3 separate regions of the Mus musculus genome follow, and regions 2 and 3 are each linked to region 1. The links are chromatin contacts, called in public Hi-C and promoter capture Hi-C maps. All regions are on one chromosome and are shown on one strand. The core of a region is the stretch at or near the end of the contact, and the rest is flanking DNA. Distances in the headings are between cores, read along the strand shown.

Region 1 (2,802 bases), core at 184-2,683:
CATTTGACCGATAATCTCTTGAGACGAATACCTACATCATAGACTCATCATAATTTAGCTTAATTGACCTAAGTAGTTAGAATAATAATAACTAAAGAAGTAGGAATAATCTAAATTCTCATCAGTTGAAAATGGTTAACCAGATGTGTTATGTCTATACAACTGGAATCCACTGGACCCTGTAAAGAATGGCATTTGATGCCAATTACTACATTGATAAAGCTTGAAAATTCTGTGCTACATGAAAAAGACAGTAACGAAGGCCAGCAAGATGGCTTAGCAGGTAAGGGTGTTTGCGATTCAAGCCTGGTGATATCATTGGAGTCTGGGAACACATACAAAGGTGGAAGGAAAGAACTGACTCCATAAAGTTGTCTTCTGACCTCTCCACAAGTGCTGTGGCATATGTACTATATCATACACACACACACACACACATACACACACACACACACACACACACACACACACACATCATGTACACATAACAACAGCAAAAACAACAGCAAAGTATGGTTACATCTATATAAAATGTCTAGAACTAGCAAAGCCACAAAGACAGAAGAGTGTGCACAGGGCTACTGAGAAGTAGTCAACTAGTTTCTTTTGGGCAATGAACTATTTCTGGAATTAGTATTGATGATTGCATAATCTGATGAGTATACTAAATGCCATCAAATAATACATTTTAAAATGGAATTTTCTTCTTTTGTTTTGTTAGGTGATAGTAATCCAGTTTTATTTCTTTTACTTTATTTATTTCTAAATTTCAAGTCTTTTAATGAGGAGTATTCACAATCACCCTAAGGAGCAAGTACATTATTTTGATACAATTTAATGTATCATTAACAATTAAATTACAAATAATGATGCCATTATTACCACAAAATAGGTTATTTTGAACTATTTTTAAACTAGAGCAGTGTTTAGGTAATCAGAGTTACATGTGTATGCACATATGCATATATGTATTACATTCTCATATATATGTATTTATATGTATTTCCACATATACTTGAATATAAGTGTTTGTCTTTTTACTGATTTAACAAAAAAAATCCACAAAGAAATAGATTAAAACTTAGAATGAAATACAATACATCCAAGAAAATGACAGCATATCATCACTAGAACTTGTTACATAAAAATACCTGAATTTATAAATTAATTTCTTCACATATTTTAGCATATTGTTATCAAATAAAACCCATGTGTGCAAGAAAGAAAAAAAAAAAAACAACCCCCACAGTTCCTCCCACAGGCCTGGTCTAGGTTCACTGAACCATGGAGGAAACCTGTAAAGATCATTGACCTCTCTCTGCGACAATGTAACGGGCTCAAGAAATCAATAAATCCCAAGAGACAACCTCATCTGCCCTTTGGGTTTTATTTCTCAATCTAGATTCCCAAAGGACTGGGAAAAGTCTGCACAACAATTTGCTCCCCATCCCCCGCCCTGGGTGTTTACCTCGGGTACTGACCTTATCCAGTGCGGCCTGCACCTCAGCTTCACTTTCAGTGTCCAGGGCTGAGGTGGCCTCGTCCAGCAGGAGGATCTTGGGGTTGCGGACCAGGGCCCGGGCAATGGCGATTCTCTGTTTCTGTCCCCCACTCAGCTGCGCCCCTCTATCACCAACCAGGGTGTCAAATTTCTAAACAGAAAACCCAGAACAGCTCCAGAAACCTACTCATTCATTCAATTTTATAGTGTTGGGGATCAAACTCAGACAGGACCTTGAATATGCTAAAAAAGGTCTCTATCACGGAGCTATATGTCAGCCTTTTAAAAGTATTTTAAATACAAAAGTACAGAGAGTTTTGTAGAAATAAATGAAGACAACCGAAACTTTGATTCTTGTAGTGTATCATGAAGTATAATAAATTAACACTGAGTTGCAATAATTACCAATGCATGTCCTATATGTCTTTATGTTATTTACATATAGAATATAGTCGTTAAGCCTTGTCTGAATAATTTAAGGGATTTGCCCAACAAGGTTGAATAACATTGTAACCCAGAGCTTAGCTTTTGAAGCAAGAACTCATGCCTCACGTTTCAGTTGTGATTTTAAGGGAAACTTTACCTGGGGCAGTTTCATGATGAAGTCATAGGCATTGGCCTCTTTGACGGCTTTCTCAATCTCATCCATCGTTACATTCCCACGGCCATAGCGGATATTTTCAGCGATCGTAGTAGAGAACAGCACGGGCTCTTGACTTACCACACCAATGATTTCCCTTAGACACCTGACGTTAAAGTTCCTGATATCCTGCCCATCGATGCTAATCTGAAAGAAAGAAGGATTTCCTAGTCAATATTTTAAGCAACCTGATTTCAAAGGCACAAGGGCTTTTTACTAGTATTGAGTTCATTCAAAAGTTAGAAATAAAAACTAAACAGTAATAAGCAGGAATAAAATAAAGCAACCATATTTTCCTGATATATACATTTTTTTTTTCAAGAACAGATTATTGGAGACAGCTATATCAGGGTCCTGTCGGCATGCACTTCTTGGCATCCACAGGAGTGTCTGCGTTTGGTGGCTATATATGGGATGTATGCTCAGATTGGTCAGTCTCTGGATGGTCTTTCCTTTAGTCTCTGCTCCACACTTTGCCACCGTATTTGCTCCCGTAAGTATTTTGTTACCCTTTCTAAGATAGCTATCTCCTGAGAGGTTCTGCCAACCTGACATATACAGAGGCGATGCTCTCAGCCAACCATTGAACTAATCACAGGGTTCCCAATGAAAGAACTGAAGGAGCTGAAGGGGTTTGCAACCCTAATAGGAAGAACAACAA
Region 2 (2,774 bases), core at 237-2,736, 130 kb before region 1:
AGAAAGGAGGTGGCAGAGTGGGAAGAGGGGAGATGTGAGAGTCTAGCTAGTACTGGAATCCTACTTCTGAAACTTCTCTCTCTGAGCTGCTTCCTGGTGGTTTTCTATTATTTAAGAATTAGGTTTTGTTTTGTTTTGTTTTGTTTTGTTTTGTTTTTGGAGACAGGGTTTCTCTGTGTAGCCCTGGCTGTCCTAGAACTCACTCTGTAGACCAGGCTGGCCTCGAACTCAGAAATCCGCCTGCCTCTGCCTCCCAAGTGCTGGGATTAAAGGCGTACGCCACCACTGTAGCAGTATGAAGTAACACATACAGCCCATAGCGCACAACTGAAGTCAGAATGGCCCCAAAGTAGCTTGTAACATGAAGTCGTGCAGAGTATTCCTTAGTTTCTTCCATAAATATTCACTCAAAGAACGCTAACTAGTGCATCAAAAGCAGAGATTATTAACATAAGTTAAGAAGCCTTCACTAGGTGTTACCCAAGTGAGTTTATAGTTTTATATAAAAAGATTTTGAGGAGTAGACATAGCAGCACAGGAAACAACTGTACCCTCATACCACGTGGGCTCAGCACATGCGTGGTAGGCTGACGGCAGCTTAAATGCAACTGTCGGCCGATGTGGCTGTGCAGTCGAGCGCTTGCTTCCCACAGATAACGTACTGGCTTTCTTCCTCAGAACGGCCAGAGGGAAAGCTTCGTCTTATATTTCATACCTGCTACTCTTTTAACTGGAAAACGGGGAGCTGACATCGTCGCTTCCACTTGTAGCTGTCACTGTCAACTCTTATACCTGTTACAGAAGTCTTGCCTTGGGTTCTTACACTGGAAAACCAGAAACTCATAACTATTTCTGAACATGAAGATGATTCACGGTTTTCTTATTCAAGAGATATTTACAATAAACTTGTTTATAGCCTTTTATTCATTTATCAGGATTAAATTCTACAGCAGATTAATGGCTTTGACCCCGATGCGTCATCCTCACCATCTATATTAGCCTCAGAAAGAGACCAGAATAATGTTAATTCATTTTCCCCACCTTTTAGGAAACTCACGACCCTTTTCTGAAATTTGTTTTGCAGCTCCACATTGTTAGGAACATGGCTGCTTCAGACCATTGCTTGCATTCGTGGAAACAATCTTAGTGTGTGAAAGTAGGGCATGCTATTTGTTAGCAAACCAATTAATGAATCACTCTCCACACAGCCATTGTTAATGCCAGAGAGAAATATGCATGGCTTCCCTCTTTGCTGGGAAAATGATTTAGGGATTTTCCCCCAATAGAGTTAGGGAACCTGATTTTCTAATTTTAATCAACACTCAATTACTTTGCTTCCTCCAGTTTCTATTCCCCAAAATAGAAATCTTTGGGAATGGTTGAACTTTTAATTACATAAAACAATTTGTGTTTCCTCATCCAGGAGTGGAATTTGTTAGCAGTTTACACCACCCAGAGTTCAGTGTTGGGAGTTGCTAGTGCTTTCTGTTTCATTTTAACTACTCAGTCTCTGACTCAGTCTGCCCAGCAAACTTGTTTATAACCTCCGCTCTTTTGGATGAGGAGGAGTTTGCGCTTCAATTGATGTAGTTTTCAATTTATGCTTTTGCTTCTCCTTGCTTAAACTAGCTGAACATTCACCCCCTTCTACCTTTGATGTCACAGCAGCATCACAGCCCCTCCTTCCCTAGCGGGTGATGCGTTTGGTACAACATCTCCCAGAATGTACAGAAAACATTCAGTAAAAGTGCCAGGGAAACTTCAGGGAAGATACCAACTGCTGCCTCTGAAAAACTTTCACACTTCAACCTGTGTTTCTGTACTGAGAAACTTTCATACTTCAACCTGTGTTAGCTGTACTAAGAAAATACTTCTTACATCGTGTTAGAAATGAAGCAAAATTTTACAGTTTCCTAAGATATGAAATAAGGTTGCATTCCATGGTTTAGGTTTCCATTGAAAGAAGGGAGACTTTTGGTAGTGTGTTTATATTTTATTTTTTCGTGTGTGTGTGTGTGTGTGTGTGTGTGTGTGTGTGCGCGCGCTCGTGCGTTACTCAGAATGTGTGTAGACAACAGAGGACAACTTGCAAGGTTAAGTTATCTCCTCCCACCACGTGGGAGTGCAGGGATTGAACTCTGATGGTCAGGCTTGGCAGCAAATTCTTTTACCTACTGAGCCATCTTGCAAGCATTGGAGTTTTGATTGTTAACTCTACATAATAAAGGTTGGTGAATTATTGGCATACACACACACACACACACACACACACACACACATATACATATGTATATATCTAAATGCATAAGTATTATAACATATATGCATCCATATATATTAGTAATATAAAAATCAGGCAGAACAATTAGGATTAGTTTAATTACTAGTGAAGGAAGATAGCACCAGCCTGAAAGGAAAGGAGTTATAAAACGTATCAAGTAAAATTAGGAGATAAAAGATTCAGAGTAATCTGAGAGGTGGTGGTGAACACCTTTGATCCCTGCATTTGGGAGACAAAGGCAGATGGATCTCTGTGAGTTCAAGGCCAGCTTGGTCTACAGAGTAAGTTCCAGGACAGTCGCCTCTACCCAGAGAAATCCTGTCTCAAAAAACTAAGAAGGTCAAGTGTGAGATTAAACCTTAATATGATTGGGACTGGAAGATGCCTAGGTGATATATGATACCATAAACTTGTCAGTGCACAGCCAAGTCCTAACTGAAATGAGGTTTTGTCCTCCCCACCCAATTCCAGTCAACTCATTGGTTATGTATGA
Region 3 (2,817 bases), core at 249-2,748, 240 kb after region 1:
AACAAACAAACAAAAGATCATGTTTTCTAGCTTCATTAACTGCTTTCAGAAATTCATAGTTTTCTTTTTCTCCTTACCAATCTATATGCCTTTTTTTTTTTTCTTGTCTTATGGCAGCAGCTAGAGCTCCAGTGTTTCAATGAAAATGAAGTCAGAAATGTTTTATTTTGGTACTGGTGGGGGGAGATTCCTTCCACCATTCAATAGCTAATGGGGATATCCGAATGGCACTTTAGAACTGCAGTGGCATTCTTCTATTCTTACCTTCTGACAGGTAACATCCCTGAGTTCTGCATGTTGTCAGAGGTTTGTTCTGTCAGATGATATGGCCGTTTATTTTCTTTAGTATAAAGTAAGGTAGATTACACAGATCTTCAAGTGCTGTGCCATTTTTACATAGCTGAACTAAATCTCATTTGGCCATAATTTATAATTCTTTTTTATGTTACTGGGTTTAGCTTACTATCAGTCATCCACTCCAATATGGGATTTTCCCCCTTTTCTATCTTTTCACACACACAAAACCTTCCTTATGTGATCAGCCTTTAGCACGTTAGTTATGATGTGTCCTGACATGGACTTCTTTGATTTTATCCTGCTTGGGGTCAGACTAACTTCTTGCACCTGATTATTCTGTTTGTCAGCCACCAGGTCTTCGACTTAGTTGAAAGCGCTATACACTTTCACCTCTTTTGAGACTCAAGGCAATGATATGAATCTTTTATTATTGTCACACATGACTCTGAGGCTTTCCTGGTTTTCTATATTTCAGATTCACTGATTCTGAATATTCTATATTCTACTGTATAATTTCCATTTGAATAGACTGAAAGAATCCATACAGCACGGCTCTTTTTACTGTTATGTCTCTCAGTTCTCTGCTGTTGTTTTTTTCTTTTTAATAATTTCCTATTAGCTTATGAGTTTTTGTTATTGTTTCAAATGATTTTATAAATCAGTGAAGCATTTTATGGTAGTTACTTAAAAATTATAATCTGATCATTTCAATATCTTATTTATGTGTGTGGACCAATTAAGTGTATATGGGGGTGTTTTGTGGCATCTCCTGGTTCTGAGAATGATGGGCCTTTCTATCACATTCGGGACATTTTGTCTATAATATTCGGGAACCAGGACACATCACTTTTAATATAGCCAAAATGCAAGATTAATAAATATATATAATCATATAGAAAGATTATCAAAGAGCAGAGATTAAAATAAAAGCCAAGGGCTGTCTTTATTAAATAAATAGTATCAGAAGCAATATAAGATTAGTTATTAAAAAATTAAGTACTAGTTTGTTTTCCCGACTTAGAGTAGATAATCAGTAGTTTTTCATTAAGCTCTGTTGTGAAGAATTTCCACTTAATCTGTTCAATGTTCTACTAAACAGAAAAATCAACTAAGAAAAAGGAGAGGTGCCAGCTCTCAGCTAACTGATAACAACCAGGAACAGTACGCCCATCATGTTTCCCGGGTAACAAATTAACAGTGTTCAGGACTTCAGTTACTCTGCCTGCTAAGTGAGCTGATGCCTACGCTTCACAGGTATCTGGTGGACATAGCAGATGCTCAGTCAGTGAGAGTTACTGCTTGCAATAACAACCCAACATCCTCTGACAGGGAAGAGTTCCCGAGGCTTCTAACGTGAGAGCGACTTCTATGTTACATAGGTGGCATTTGGGTGGACTTTTGACTTCTGATATCTTTCATGTAATCTCACAAAATCTATGTGCTGAGCCAATCTTTTCACCATATAGGTACACTTGCATTAAGTGGTCTTATAAAATGAATTGCATGCTGACTCAGACATGGAAAATAAATTGCAGAATTGGTAGAGGCATGTGCATGGAGTGAAGAATTTCTGTGTCTTCATGACTGAATAACATGACTAGAAGTTATAGGTTTACATGTGTCCATGACTAGACAATAGTTCCACAAGTTATTTTTACTGCAAAGGATTTAAATAAATATAGTCACTCACATATGCATGCATATATGTATGTAGTATGTGTAGATTATGTATGTATATACACAGAACCATTTGCAACTATGACAAAATGGTAAAATCAATTTATAGAACAAGTAAATGTAACCTATACACATATAAAACATTAAAACTGAAAACTGAATGAGACATTTGCTGTTGACTGAATTTGAATCTTTACTTTCTGTGAAGAGATTGGCACAGTCACATATTAGTGGTTGTGGTGGTTTGACTGGGACTGACACTCATGTGTTCATACATTTGAATACTTGGTTCCCAGTTGGTGAGACTGTTTTGGGAAGGATTAGGAGGGGTGGCCTTGGAGGAGGTGTGTCATTGGGGTGGGTTTTGAGGATTAAACAGCCCATGCCATTCCCAGTTAGTTAGCTCTCCTTGCCCCACCGCTCTGCCTTGTGCTTACAGATAAAGATGAAGCTCTCAGGTACTGTGCCAGTGCTGTGCCTGCCTGCTTGCCTGCAGCCATGTGCTCTGCCATAATGGGAATGGACTAACCCTGTGAAACTGTAAGCCAGCCCAGCTCTTCCTTATATGAGCTCCTTCGGTCATTGTATCTCTTCACAACAATAGAAACGTCATTAAGACAGGTATTTGCGATCTTATAGGTTTAGCATATCTTTTCCCACGAAGGCAAAGGATGAACTTAAGATTTCTCTCTCTCTTTTTCATCTGTTTTTATAAATAATCACATGGCTAAGCACAGCATGAAGTATCATGGGGCTAGCTCAACTGATATTTTATCCTCAGCTGATAAAATATCCTGTTGTTATTTTAACAAAAAGAGTGAAATTGTATATAATATTCACTGA

Evidence for each region. Hi-C and Micro-C count contacts between places; a contact is called where the count stands out from the background. Capture Hi-C pulls out chosen DNA fragments and counts their contacts.
Region 2: a Hi-C map of liver shows a contact between it and region 1, with 2.5 times the contacts expected there. The contact joins two enhancer-like sites. A contact is called at or near these places in 1 of 39 promoter capture datasets (the C10 cell line), 1 of 15 datasets of contacts at CTCF or cohesin (CD8 T cells), 23 of 484 Hi-C or Micro-C datasets (B cells, CD8 T cells, CD8 central memory T cells and 17 more), 1 of 115 datasets of contacts at active chromatin or transcription factors (bone marrow-derived dendritic cells) and 2 of 9 other capture datasets (adipose tissue and liver).
Region 3: a contact with region 1 is called in a promoter capture Hi-C map of liver. The contact joins two enhancer-like sites. A contact is called at or near these places in 2 of 9 other capture datasets (embryonic stem cells and liver).

The regions. Positions count from the first base shown.
Region 1 is chr5:8,927,257-8,930,058 of GRCm38.p6, reverse strand. Abcb4 (ATP-binding cassette, sub-family B (MDR/TAP), member 4) reads right to left here. Exons shown (of 28, transcript NM_008830.2): 13 at 2,085-2,288; 14 at 1,482-1,652. Among named protein-coding and RNA genes, the nearest start is that of Gm31388, 17 kb to the left of the region's middle. Within about 2 kb of position 1,433, at least 3 of the 459 cell types and tissues checked have an H3K27ac peak or open chromatin away from gene starts, as enhancers often do. A contact at or near this core is called in liver, where this site is marked.
Region 2 is chr5:9,058,238-9,061,011 of GRCm38.p6, reverse strand. No RefSeq gene overlaps it. Among named protein-coding and RNA genes, the nearest start is that of Gm31449, 14 kb to the left of the region's middle. Within about 2 kb of position 1,486, at least 36 of the 459 cell types and tissues checked have an H3K27ac peak or open chromatin away from gene starts, as enhancers often do. A contact at or near this core is called in liver, where this site is marked.
Region 3 is chr5:8,686,377-8,689,193 of GRCm38.p6, reverse strand. All of the region lies in intron 9 of Abcb1a (ATP-binding cassette, sub-family B (MDR/TAP), member 1A), which reads right to left. Among named protein-coding and RNA genes, the nearest start is that of Gm31157, 8.0 kb to the left of the region's middle. Within about 2 kb of position 1,498, at least 1 of the 459 cell types and tissues checked has an H3K27ac peak or open chromatin away from gene starts, as enhancers often do. A contact at or near this core is called in liver, where this site is marked.